Regions from separate parts of the Macaca mulatta genome. Here region 1 is linked to region 2. A link is a contact called in public Hi-C data. All regions are on one chromosome and are shown on one strand. Each heading gives the region's core, a stretch centred on a gene start, on an enhancer-like site or on the middle of the called end of the contact. The rest is flanking DNA. Distances are from core to core; before and after follow the strand shown. Region 1 holds the start of ITGAL (integrin subunit alpha L). Region 2 holds the start of DCTPP1 (dCTP pyrophosphatase 1).

Evidence for each region. Hi-C and Micro-C count contacts between places; a contact is called where the count stands out from the background.
Region 1: a Hi-C map of CD4 T cells shows a contact between it and region 2, with 4 times the contacts expected there. The contact joins the promoter of ITGAL here to the promoter of DCTPP1 in region 2. A contact is called at or near these places in 2 of 14 Hi-C or Micro-C datasets (CD4 T cells and cortical neurons).

Annotation. Positions count from the first base shown.
Region 1 is chr20:29,082,907-29,089,498 of T2T-MMU8v2.0, forward strand. ITGAL (integrin subunit alpha L) reads left to right here and starts at 1,817. Exons shown (of 29, transcript XM_077985712.1): 1 at 1,817-2,057; 2 at 3,391-3,493; 3 at 4,469-4,563; 4 at 4,675-4,742. The coding sequence starts at 1,997.
Region 2 is chr20:29,028,059-29,035,106 of T2T-MMU8v2.0, forward strand. It overlaps DCTPP1 (dCTP pyrophosphatase 1), which reads right to left and starts at 5,764. Exons shown (of 3, transcript NM_001194491.2): 1 at 5,576-5,764; 2 at 4,748-4,858; 3 at 1-303. The coding sequence starts at 5,676. The coding sequence ends at 3. LOC144337986 (a long non-coding RNA gene) reads left to right here and starts at 1,795. Exons shown (of 2, transcript XR_013411693.1): 1 at 1,795-2,250; 2 at 4,438-6,808.

The sequences.
Region 1 (6,592 bases), core at 567-3,066, 51 kb after region 2:
AAGTAGGTGTAAAGGGTATCTCACTGTGGTTTTGATTTGCATTTCTCTAATGACTAATAATGTTGAGTATCATTTCATGTGCATGTTGGCCATTTATATGTCATTGGAGAAATGTCTACTCAACCCCTTTGCTCATTTAGAAACTTAGGTAGGTTGGTCTGAGTGCAGTCGTGTTTAAAACTAATTTTTTTTTTTTTGAGACAGAGTCTCACTCTGTCGCCCAGGCTGGAGTGCAACGGTGAGATCTTGGCTCACTGCAACCTCCATCTCCTGGGTTCAAGCAATTCTCCTGCCTCAGCCTCTCAAGTAGCTGGAATTACAGGCATGTGCCACCACGCCTGGCTAATTTTTGTAATTTTAGTAGAGACGGGGGTTTCACCATGTTGGCCAGGCTGGTCTCGAACTCCTGACCTCAGGTGATCCACCTGGCTCGGGCTCCCACAGGGCTGGGATTAGAGGTGTGAGCCACCGCACCTGGCCATTTAAAACTAATTGAGCACAACCAGTTACTAATATCTTTGTTCCTTCTGCACTGCCTCTGCTTCACTTCACTAGCCTAAAACAAATAAATAAAAATAAACTGGGCACAGTGGCTCATACCTGTAATCCCAGCACTTTGAGAGGCTGAGGCAGGAGGATTACTTGAGCATAGGAGTTCAAGATCAGCCTGGGCAACATAGTGAGAAACCATCTCAAAAAAGAAAAATTAGCCAGGCGTGGTGGCATGCATCTGTGGTTCCAGCTACTTAGGAGCAGAGGTGGGAGGATTGCTTGACTCTGGGAGTTCAAAGTTGCAGTGAGCTGTGATCGCGCCACTGCACTCTCACTTGGGTGACAGAGCAAGACCTTGTCTCAAAAAATTTATTTATTTATTTATTTTTTTTTTTGAGACGGAGTCTCGCTCTGTCACCCAGGCTGGAGTGCAGTGGCCGGATCTCAGCTCACTGCAAGCTCCGCCTCCCGGGTTCACGCCATTCTCCAGCCTCAGCCTCCCGAGTAGCTGGGACTAGAGGCGCCCGCCACCTCGCCCGGCTAGTTTTTTTTGTATTTCTTAATAGAGACGGGGTTTCACCGTGTTAGCCAGGATGGTCTCGATCTCCTGACCTCGTGATCCGCCCGTCTCGGCCTCCCAAAGTGCTGGGATTACAGGCTTGAGCCACCGCGCCCGGCCTAAAAAAGATTTAAAACAAAACAAAAAAAAAAGTGGTTATTTGTCTTTTTATTGTTGAATTATAAGAGTTTTAAAAAATATATTCTGGAGACAAATCCCTTATTAGATATATGATTTGCAAATATTTTCTCCAATTTTTTTTTTTTTAAAAGACAAAGTTTCACTTTGTTGCCCAGGCTGGTCTTGATTCCTGGCTTCAGGCGATCCTCTTACCTCCACCTCCTGAAGTCCCACAGTGCTGGGATTACAGTCAGTGAGCCACTGAACCCAGCCTCCAATTCTTTAGATTTTGCATTTTAGAACCAAAATGGGTCACTAAATACACTGTTCTGTAATCCATTCTTTTCTTTAATAGTGGTTCACGTACATCTTTCTCCCCCTGTTTTATTTTCCTTCCCTCATTCTTTTTCACTGCTGCATAGCATTCCATTGTAATTTTGCCACCGTTTATTGGACTAGTCCTCTGCTGAGCTTTACAGAGCCCTTAGGGGGGATGTTAGTGAGAAACCATGTCAGCAGTGGAGACAGTCATCTCCCTGCTATGCTGTCAGCTTTTGGATGATGTGAAAATGCAAGCAGGCACAGGAAATGTCTCTAACTTGCTTACACTTCCTCCCTGAACCCTTGCGGTTTCACAACTCCTGCAGGCACGCCTCCCTCCCCGCCTGCCAGTGTCACCAGCCTAGTGCTTCTGTGAGAAAGTACCATTGTAAGAGGCCAAAGGGCATGATCATTTTCCTCTTTCACCCTGTCTAGGTTGCCAGCAAATCCCACGGGCCTCCTGACGCTGCCCCTGGGGACACAGGTCCCTTGAGTGCTGGAAGGATGAAGGATTCCTGCATCACCGTGATGACCATGGCGCTGCTGTCTGGGTTCTTTTTCTTCGGTAGGCAAGGGAGGAGGCAGGGGAAGGGACATGTGTCTGTGACCAGAGAAACTGCAGAGCTTGGTGGAGCTGGAGTAAACAAGGAGCTGCCCCCTAAAAGTGGAATTGGCCTTAGGGATACGGGGCCCAGGGATCTTGGAAGGAGAAAGTGGGGAATGGGGAAAGAAAAGAAATAAATAGGCAAGGGGTAGAGGCAAAGATAGAGAAGGGAACATAAGAAGGGGCAGTGGGTTCTTTAAAAAGGCAGATGGGGCCGGGTGCTGTGGCTCACGTCTGTAATCCCAGCACTTTAGGAGGCTAAGGTGGGCAGATTACTTGAGGCCAGGAATTTGAGACCAGACTGGCCAACATGGCAAAAACCTCATCTCTACTAAAAATACAGTAAAATTAGCTGGGCCTGGTGGTACAGGCCTGTAATCCCAGCTACTTGGGAGGCTGAGGCATGAGAATCATTTGATTCCAGGAGGCGGAGGTTGCAGTGAGCCAAGCTTGTGCCAATGCACTCTAGCCTGGATGACAGAGCAAGACCCTGTCTCTTAAACAACAAACAAACAAAAGGCAGATAGTTAATGAGTAGCTAAAGCTGGGAGGAGGGTGCTGGGTTCTGGGGCCACCCGTGGTACCACCTCTGTGCGTTTTAGGCAAGTCCTTTCCCCTTTCCAGCCCCACACTCTTCATCTAAACAAATGAAGGCCTGGCCTCCATGATATTCTAGGATGCTCTGAACTAAACTCCACGGCGGGAGAGAAAGCAGGGCGGAAAGGACAGCCTGGGTGTGCCAGGGCGCCTGGGCAGGCCGACTGAGGGGGAAGGGGGCTGGGATCTACCCGCGCTCCAAAAGACTGGCCTTGTGGGGTGGGAAGGCAGCCCCCCAGGGATCAGGGGAGCTACAATCTGAGACTGCGGGAGGAGGCGCCTGGGCCCCATGACCGCAGAAGTGGGTGGCAGAGGCGCACCCGGCCCTGGGGCATCCCCATCTTGGCCTCTGCCTGGGAACTTGGCCACCCTCTGCCTTGGGGCCCCTTGGGTCTGCTCCTCTCTCTGGAGCCTCTAACTTCTCATCCTTCCTTCTTTGCAGAGAGACCAAACGGGAAGTTGTGTTCTCAGGCCCTGGGAAGAGCTTTCAGAGCTCTAGAGGGGCCGGGAGTTGCTCCTTCCATATTCCCCAAAGTTAACGCCCTGGAGGGGAAGCGCAGGGCGCGGGTCCGCTCTGCCCGCCTGGGTGCGGGCGGCCTGGGGAGCGAGAGCCAGGTGGGCCTGGGATCGGCCACCTGCCGGGCACGTGCAGGGCGGGGGTCCGTGGGTCGCAGCTGACGCCCCTTGCCTTCCTCAGCGCCGGCCTCGAGCTACAACCTGGACGTGCGGGGCGCGCGGAGCTTCTCCCCACCGCGCGCCGGGAGGCACTTTGGATACCGCGTCCTGCAGGTCGGAAACGGGTGAGCTGTGCCCCGCAAATCCTCTTCCTGATGCCCGCCCTGGGGCAGCCCCCAAGGGGCCGCTCTCCAGGGGTTCCCGTCTGGAGGAGCCTGTGGTGGGTGGGAATCCTCAGAGATAGGAGTGAGGGATCAAAAAGCGGGACACAGGCGATCAGGGAGGCCATGGAAGTGCAGAACAGGGAAGGATCCCAGCCCCCAAACACTTCGCATTGCCCAGTAGGTTCCTGACACTCCCTTACTTCCCTGCGAGTGCCTGGAAGCCAGGAGTTTGTTCTCTCTTACTAACCCTTCTTAGATATACCACCGCCCAGCACACAGTAGGTAAGCCACGAATGGCTTTTGAATCAAGCACTGAATGAATGAACCTGTCATGAGACATTCTGGCGGATCATTCTCTGGGCCTCAAAGACTGTAAATGCAAAGGAACCTTAATTTTCTAGGATTTTGGCATTTGGAATTATTTCTCTGGGATTCTGTAGGGAAGAGGTGAGGATGGAGGCACCTTCCTTTTTTTTTTTTTTTTTTTTTTTTTTTTTTTCCTGTTTGACACGGAGTTTTGCTCTTGTTACCCAGGCTGTAGTGCAACGGTTAGATCTCGGCTCACTGCAATCTCTGCCTCCCAGGTTCAAGCCATTCTCCTGCCTCAGCCTCCTGAATAGCTGGGATTACAGGCATGCGCCACTATGCCGGGCTAATTTTTGTATTTTTAGTAGAGACAGGGTTTCACCATATTGGCCAGGCTAGTCTCAAATTCCTGACCTCAGGTGATCTGCCCATGTCGGCCTCCCAAAGTACCTTGGCCTCATGCCAAAGTTACAGGCATGAGCCACCCCGCCCGGCCGCAGGCACCTTCTTGAAGGGGAATGGTTGCAGTGTTTGGAGAGATGAGGCGGGAGATCTGAACCTCCTGAGCAGGCAGGAGGAGGTGGGTACAGATCTGGGCCACTCCCTCTCACAGGTGAGATTTCTCCCCAGGGTCATCGTGGGAGCTCCAGGGGAGGGGAACAGCACGGGAAGCCTCTATCAGTGCCAGTCGGGCACAGGACACTGCCTGCCAGTCAGCCTGAGAGGTGAGTAACTGGGGGTGAGCTGGGAAGAATGGGATCTTGGGGAATCTGAGGCTGGCCCCAGCCCACCTAGATTGCCTGAGCTCCTCCAGACCAACTTTCTGGTGCCTACAGGTTCCAACTATACCTCCAAGTACTTGGGAATGACCTTGGCAACAGATCCCACAGATGGAAGCGTTTTGGTAAGAATTTTGTACAGTGGTGTTATCAGAGCCTGTGAAGCTCGATCCAAGTAATGAGAGAAGAAAAGAGGAAGAATGTGGACAAAAGTTCCCACAGACAGTCAAAGGCATCAGAGTCAATTAGTGTTTATTGAGAACCAATGATGAGCCAGCTTTTTTGTTTTTGAGACAAGGTCTCATTCTATTATTCTATTGCCCAGGCTGGAGTGCAGTGGCGTGATCACAGCCTCACTGTAGCCTCAACCTCCCTGTGCTCAAGTAATCCTCCCGCCTCAGCCTCCCAATTAGCTGGGACTATAGGTGCATGCTATCACGCCCAGCTAATTTTTATATTTTTGTAGAGAGAGAGTGTCACCATGTTGCCCAGACTGGTCTTGAGCTGAAGAATCCTCCTGCCTCAGCTTCCCAAAGTGTTGGGATTACAGGTGTGAGTCACCACACCCAGCAGAGCCAGCTATTTTCAAGAACTTACCTCATTTTTCTTCCAGATATGAAATATCTGTGATCATTGATATGCAATATGATTTTTAGTGGTATACAAGCTTTTAATGTTTTCATGGTTATAAATTTCTTTAGTGGCTTATTAGAAAAAAAATCTATGACAAGCACATCAAATTTTTAATTTCCTATATCATATTGCTTAGGAAGGCTGAAGTTAAACAAAAATTTAAAGGAAACTATTAAGAAAATAAAAGTATGCTCATATGGCAGATATTGTGAAGTATTACACTAATGCCTAAAGTTTAGGAAACACTGCTTTTTTTTTTTTTTTTTTTTTTTTTTTTTTTTTTTTTTGAGACAGAGTTTCACTCTTGTCACCCCGGCTGGATTGCAGTGGCATGATCTTGGTTCACTGCAAATTCTGCCTCCCGAGTTCAAATGATTCTCCTGCCTCAGCCTCCAGAGTAGCTGGGATTACAGGCGTATGCCACCATACCCGGCTAATTTTTGTATTTTTAGTAGAGATGGAATTTCACCATGTTGGTCAGGCTGGTCTCGAACTCCTGACCTCAGGTGATATGCCCGCCTCGACCTCCCAAAGTGCTGGGATTACAGGCATGAGCTACTACACCTTGTCACTTTATTTCTTTTAACCCCGCAAGACACTCATATGAGATAGGGATCAGTGTACACATTTCACACACGAGGAAACAGGACCAAAGGATTAAGAGACTTGACCAAGGTCACGTGGTTGTAAAGTGGTAAAGTCAGGATTTGAATAAAATTCTCATTTGATCCCAAGTTCATTGCTGTTTCCAGCCAGCATCCTTCTGTGTGAGAGATAGAAAACTGAATGAAATACTGATCCGGTGTTTAAGTAGAACTTGTTTATTTAGCTATTATATGCCAGGCATCAGGCTAGGTTCTGACAGGGGAAGGGGAGTGAAATACAAAGTTGATGAGGCCGGGCCGGTGGCTTATACCCGTAACCCCAGCACTTTGGGAAGCCAAAACTGGATGATTGATTGAGGCCAGGAGTTCAAGACCAGCCTGGTCAACCCTGTCCCTACAAAAAAAAAAAAAAAAAAAATGTTTTTTTCATTAGCTGGGCATGGTGGCACACGTGTGTAGTCCCAGCTACTCGGGAGGATCAGTTGAGGCTAGGAGTTCAAGGCTACAGTGAGCTATGATCACACCATTACACTCTAGCCAGGGAGACAGAGTGAGACCTGTGTCTAAAAAAAACAAAAGCAAAACAAAACAAAAAGATGACCATGATACGAGCCCAGACTTTGAAGAAATTGCAATCTGGCAGGAAAGGGTCATAAATGAAAGAAATTACTTTGGGAGGCCGAGGCAGGTGGATCGCTTGAGCCTAGGAGTTTAAGACTGGCCTGGGCAACATGGAA
Region 2 (7,048 bases), core at 4,514-7,013:
TTCTAGGTTGAGGTCTGGCCCGTGGAGTCACAGGGAAGGTCCGCAGGCCCCACAGCCTGGTCTTCAGAGATGGCACCATGGGGCAATTCTGTATACTTGCGGGAAGAGCTGCGGGCCAGATGGGCTGGGTAGCGTCGCCGGTTGATGTCCATTTTGGAGAGCACTGCTAGCGGCAGATCCACACGGCAGCGGGCTGCTAATGCCACCAGGTAGATGAGGACGTCACTAAGCTCCTCTTGAAGGGCTAACCGTTCCCTGGGGGACCAGCCTTGGGGGCCAGGTTCCCCATCGGTTTTCCACTGACTAGGGGCAGAACACAGACAGACACACACTCAGATGTAACCTGGGACAATGGGCTCTGCCAGTCTTTGCAGTAATAACACCCACCTCCAATGATGACCCAACCCATCTGGGCCCTGGGAAGAGTCAGGTGGGGAAGAGAGCCCAACAGATGATACCAAGATGTCTGTGTCTCTCCCTGGGCCAACGAGTGGCCAAAAGAACATTTCATTTGTTGAGACAAAGCTTTGAGGCCCAATTCTAATTCTCCCCAGCCCTAGCCATCACCACCCCAGACCAAACCTTGGACCTGGACCACTGCAGAAGCCTCCCCACTCATCTCCCTGCTAACTCATCTTTTACTCCTGCCCAGACCATCTTTTCTTTTTTTTGAGACAGAGTCTCACTCTGTCACCCAGGCTGGAGTGGAGTGCAATGGCGCGATCTCACTGCAACCTCCACCTCCTGGGTTCAAGCGATTCTCCTGCCTCAGCCTTCCGAGTGGCTGGGATTACAGGCATGTGCTGCCATGCCCAGCTAATTTTGTTTTTCTTTTTTTTTTTTTGAGACGGAGTCTCGCTGTGACGCCCAGGCTGGAGTGCAGTGGCCGGATCTCAGCTCACTGCAAGCTCTGCCTCCCGGGTTTTTACGCCATTCTCCTGCCTCAGCCTCCCGAGTAGCCGGGACTACAGGCGCCCGCCACCTCGCCCGGCTAGTTTTTTGTATTTTTTAGTAGAGACGGGGTTTCACCGTGTTAGCCAGGATGGTCTCGAACTCCTGACCTCGTGATCCGCCCGTCTCGGCCTCCCAAAGTGCTGGGATTACAGGCTTGAGCCACCGCGCCCGGCCTAATTTTGTTTTTCTAGGAGAGACAGGGTTTTGCCATATTGGCCAGGCTGGTCTCGAACTCCTGACCTCAGGTGATCTGCCCTCCTCGGCCTCTCAAAGTGCTGGGATTACAGACATGAGCCACCGCACCCAGCACAGACCATCTTTTAAAATCACAAATCAGGCCGGGCGCAGTGGCTGACGCCTGTAATCCCAGCACTTTGGGAAGCTGAAGCGGGTGGATTACGAGGTCAGGAGTTCAAGACCAGCCTGGCGAAGACAGTGAAACCCCGTCTCTATTAAATAAACAAAAAAATTAGTTGGGCGTGGTGGTGGGCACCTATAATCCCAGGTACTCAGGAGGCTGAGGCAGATAAATTCTTGAACCGGGAAGCAGAGGTTTCAGTGAGCTGAGATCGCACCACTGCATTCCAGCCTGGGCGACAGATCAAGACTCCATCTCAAAAAAACAAAAACAAAAACAAAACAAAACAAAAATCTGCTGGGTGGTGTGGCTTATGCCTGTAATCCCAGCACTTTGGGAGGCTGAGGTGGGTAGATCACCTGAGGTCAGGAATTCGAGAATCGCCTGGCCAACATGGTGAAACCCCATCTCTACTGAAAATACAAAGTAGCCAGGCGTGGTGGCACATGCCTGTAATCTCAGCTACTGGGGAGCCTGAGGCAGGAGAATCGCTTGAACCTGGGAGGCGGAGGTTGCAGTGACCTGATATCATGCCCTCACGCCATCACACTCCAGACTGGGCAACAAGAGCAGAACTCTGTCTGAAAACAAACAAACAAAAAACCCCACAAATTACATTTTTCCCCTTCTCTGCTAAAATCCAAACTGTGCTTAGAATATAATCTAAACTCCCGACAAAGCCCTCCTGTGATGCATGGGCTGATGCCTGCCTTTTCCAATGCCCCTGCCCACCACTCTCACTCCCCACCTAAGGCCACTCTGGCTTGTTCTGCCTTGCACACAGGCCAAGCTGTCACAGGGCCTTTGCACTCACTACTCCCTCTGCCTTGAACGCTTCCCCATCCCCCAGCATTCCCCGGGCTAGCTTCTTCCTGTTATTTAGGGCTCAGCCTAGATGTCACCTCCTGGCTCGTCACCTTGTGGTTTTTTTTAAGACAGTCTCGCTCTGTCACCCAGGCTGGAGTGCAGTGGTGCGATCTCGGCTCACTGTGCAAGTTCCGCCTCCTGGGTTCACGCCAGTCTCCTGCCTCAGCCTTCTGAGTAGCTGGGACTACAGGGGCCCGCCACCACGCCTGGCTAATTCTTTTGTATTTTTAGTAGAGATGGGGTTTCACCGTGTTAGCCAGGATGGTCTTGATCTCCTGACCTCATGATCCACCTGCCTCGACCTCCTGAAATGCTGGGATTACAGGCATGAGCCACAGTGCCCGGCGGTTTTTTTTTTTTTTTTTTTTTTTTTTGAGACAGAGTCTCGTTGTCGCCCAAGCTGGAGTGCAATGGTGTGATCTCAGCTCACTGCCATCTCTGCCTCAGCCTCCCAAGTAGCTGGGATTATAGGCGCCTGCAACCACACCTGGCTAATTTTTGCATTTTTAGTAGAGACAGGGTTTTGGCATGTTGGTCAGGCTGGTCTTTTTTGTTTTTTGAGATGGAGTTTTGCTCTGTCGCCCTGGCTGGAATGCAGTGGTACAATCTTGAGTTACTGCAACCTCCGCCTCCGGGGTTCAAACGATTCTCCTGCCTCAGCCTCCAGAGAAGCTGGGACTACAGGGGCATGCCACCATGCCCAGCTAATGGTTGTATTTTTTAGTAAAGACAGGGTTTCACCATGTTGGCCAGGCTGGTCTTAAACTCCTGACCTCAAGTGATCTGCCCGCCTTGGCCTCCCAAAATGCTGGGATTACAGGCGTGAGTCACCGCACCCGGCCCTTTTTTGTTTTTTTAAGACAGAGTCTTGCTCTGTCGCCCAGGCTGGAGTGCAGTGGTGCAATCTTGGCTAACTGCACTCTCTGACTCCCGGGTTCAAGCGATTCTTGTGCCTCAGCCTCTTGAGTAGCTGGGATTACAGATGCCCGCCACCATGCCTGGCTAAGTTTTGTATTTTTAGTAGAGAATAGCTGGGTGTCTCTACTGGGTATTGTCCAGGCTGGGTTTCACCATGTTGGCCAGACTGGGTTATCACGTTGTGTTCTTTTCCTCATAGAACTCGTCATAATTCCACATCTTCTAATATGAGATTACTGATGTACTGTCAATCTCCTTCCACGGTGAAGGCGGAAACCTTTCTGCCTTGTTCCAGGCCATATCTCGATTCTAGAAGACCTAGCACATAGGTGATGTTCATACATCTGTCATGAGGTCATGTGCAGTGGTTCAACCTGTAACCCCAGTGCTGTGGGAGGGTGAGGCAAGTGAATCACTTGAGACTAGGAGTTTGAGACCAGCCTGGGCAACAACAGCGAGATATCCCACCTCTATAAAAAATAAAAATTAGCCAGGCTGGGTAGTGGCGCACGCCTGTAGATCCAGCTACTCGGAAGGCTGAGGTAGGAGGATCGTTTGAGCTCCTTGGGCTGCAGTGAGCTATGATCACATCACTACACTCCAGCCTCGGCAACAAAGTGAGACCCTTTCTCTTAAAAAAATGACTGTCCTGGTCTAGGGCTCATCGCCTCTTGCCTGGTCTAGGTGTACCCTGCCCCATTCTCTCAGTGATCCATCCAATCCATCCTGTAGACACAGTGATCTTTCCAACACTCACCTCTGGTCAGGTCTTCTGTCCAAACTCTCCATCACGCTCTAGCCCTAATCCTATCTTCATGGGTTCATCTCCCACCCCTCTCCTCCACAGCCCTATCACTCATCCAACACATGCCTGTTGAGTGCCTACTATGCACTGGGCACTTGGGACACATCAGAAAAAACAGACCCCAAATCCCTGATTTTTCCCAAGAAGATTACACTGAAGGAGCGTCAGATTCTCCCTGAATTGAACTTACCCTATCTTGCCTCACTGCCCCTGCAAATGTATTTCCCATGTCTGGAATGCCACAGGCAGGTCCTCTACGGAATACCTTCCTTTCAGCCCCAGAGGCAGAGGAAAAGGGTTGTTGGGCCGGGCGTGGTGGCTCACCCTTGTAATCCCAGCACTTTGGGAGATCAAGGCAGGTGGATCACCTGAGGTCAGGAGTTCGAGACTAGCCTGACCAATACGGTGGAACCACTAAAAATACAAAAATTAGCCAGGCGTCTGTAGTCCCAGCTACTCAGGAGGCTGAGGCAGAATTGTTTAAACCCGGGAGATCGATGTTGCAGTGAGCCGAGATCAAGCCACTGCACTCCAGCCTGGGCGACAGAGACTCTGTCTCAAAAAAAAAAAAAAAAAAAAAAAAAAAAAGGAAAAGGGTTGTTGCCACTACTTCTTCCTAGATGGGACCTACCCTGCTGCTTTCACACCTCACACCTCTGTCTTCCAGGAGGCTGGGTGCCCCTAGAGGGCAGGGACCCGTGAGTCCTTTCTGCATCCCCGACAACAGCAAAGAGCCTTGCAATGAGGAGAGGAAATTGAACCCATGAATGTTTGAAGACCAAATAAATGCTCCCCTCCCCTCCCCCACAACTCAGACTCTACCAGGAAGCTTTCCATCTACTTACAAGAGTTCTGCGAGCTCCCCCACTTCCCCGACCAAGGCCAGGAGGAGGTTCCGAGGCTGATGGAACTGTTCCCAGTCTCGTTCTGCAGCAAACTCGGCATGGAGGCGGCGACTGAAACAGGACAAAGGCGTGTAAGTCCAAGTCTCAGGGTTAGAGAGTGAAGCAGGGCCCAGAGGCAGCTACCCCAGTAGTATGTAACGGGGGCCTGGGACCAGGAGATTCTGCAACTAATTCATTGGATGGTATTGTGCAGGTCATTTCCTCTTTCCGGAACTTGGTTCCCTCATCTATAAAATGGGCGTGCCCCTGAGCTGCCCTTAACATCTTGCCAAATGTAACAAAACCCTCTTCATTATTCCATCTCCTGCTGCTACTTCTGCAGTTTCTTTCCTCCACCTGGAATCGCCGCACATCAAAATCCAATTTCTCTTACAGAAGGCAGTTCCACAGGCCCTTCCTCTAAGAAGCTTTTCTTGACCTCCTCCAGCAAGAAATAACCTCTCCCACCTCTCAGCACACCATTTGCCCCTCTCGTACGCCCTGCGCCTGGAGAGCAGAGGCGGTATCTGGTGCCGGTATCTGCCCAGGGCTAGGCTGAAGGGCGTTCCTAGTGATCACTCGGGGCCACGACCCAATTTCCCTTCTCTCAGGTGTGCACCGCTGCGCCCATTTTGCAGATGAGGCAAGAAGGCTCGCCCAGGGACAGCCCGCAGAGCCAGGACCCGAGCCCCGCTGCCAGCCCGCTTCCCGACCACATGCAGGAACCCTCCCCAAAACGCGGGAGAAAGGGGAGACTTCCCCACCCCGAGCTGGGCCAGGCCTGCTTACATGTCCTCAAGCGTGGGCTCCGGGCTGAAGCTGAACCGGCCGGGAGCAGCAGTGTCCTCTCCCGCCGTGTCTCCACGAATCTCCCCACCGGCCACAGACATGCCGCCCACCCGCTGCAGCCGCGACTGCACGGAAACCCACGCGCCACGCTGGAAGCCCCGCCTCCAGAGCTCTGACCAATTACGGGCGTTCTCTTTTGCCTCACGGGGCGGAGCCTGAGTAAAGAGACCAGTGACTTTTGTGGAGTTTGCTACAGCCCGCCCCTTCCCTCACTGGACCAATCTGAGGGAGCTTCAAGCGCGCGCTCTAGTCTTAGGCCCTGGAATTCTTCCGCTAGGCCCTGCGTCTTAAAGGTATAGGTACCAATTCGACTCGGGGAAGAGACGAAGAGCAGAGGACGCGGGAAGCGCAGGCGCGTCACTTCTTTTATGGGCTCCAGAGGGCGCCAAAGCGAAATGGCGGCAGAAGAGGGCCTGCCAGGTGGAAAACCCTATAAATGAAAGGTCCTATGCATAGATATTAAATCTCTCAGGGCTTAAGGACATTGAGAACCTTCGAGGCCAACCCCCCCACTATTTGGATGGGATTGAAGGGGAAGAGTGGAGTAAGATCAGGCCACAGTAGGACTTCAGCTCCCTGCCATCGCTGTGTCCTGTGGTTGAAACGATGGAGGGCGCCCCATTCCTGTCCTAAGGAAAGTAATAGGCCCCAGCGCAGAGTACATTGCCCTGAAACACGTGGCCTGTTATGGTCTGGCCTGTGCCGTCCTCTCCAGCCTCATGGGTCCCGAGCACCTCCTCCACCCCACACACTGGAACTCCAGGCTCACTCACACCTGGGAATATGCGAGGTGGCGAGTCACAGAGTTGCTGCTTTCAAATCAGAACCACTGAATTATTGGCCATGGGAGAAGCAGAGATCTTTATGAAACCCTAGAACAGGTGTAGTCTTGTAAAGAATGATTTATTATTGTACCCTTATTAGGGCTACTATCTCTGATTTCCACATGTTTAAAGAGGCTTCCAGCTTGGTGGAAGTGAAAGCGTAAGAAAGTGCAGGAAAAGGCAGAGTCAGATTTTGGAAATTAAAATCCCAAGGCTGTGACAATTGCAATTCTACGTATATGCCCTAGAGAAACTAATGAATATGTGCAGAGAGACACATGCAAGAAGTTCATTACAGTTTTGTTTCTAAGAGTGAAAACAATTGAAAATAAAATGACTATCAACGGAAGAATGGGTACATGGAGGTATATTTATACAAATGATATTATCCAGCAGCCAAAATTGGATACATGCAACAGAAACAAGTTTAAACTGATTTTAGCGAGAAAAAAAAATCTATTATTTTTATTTTTTTAAGTTTTTGTAGAGACAGGGTTTCACCATGTTGCCTAGGCCGGTCTTGAACCAGGACTGCTGGATTGGGCTCTAGCAATCCTCCTGCTTCGGCCTCCCGAAGAGCTGGAATTAC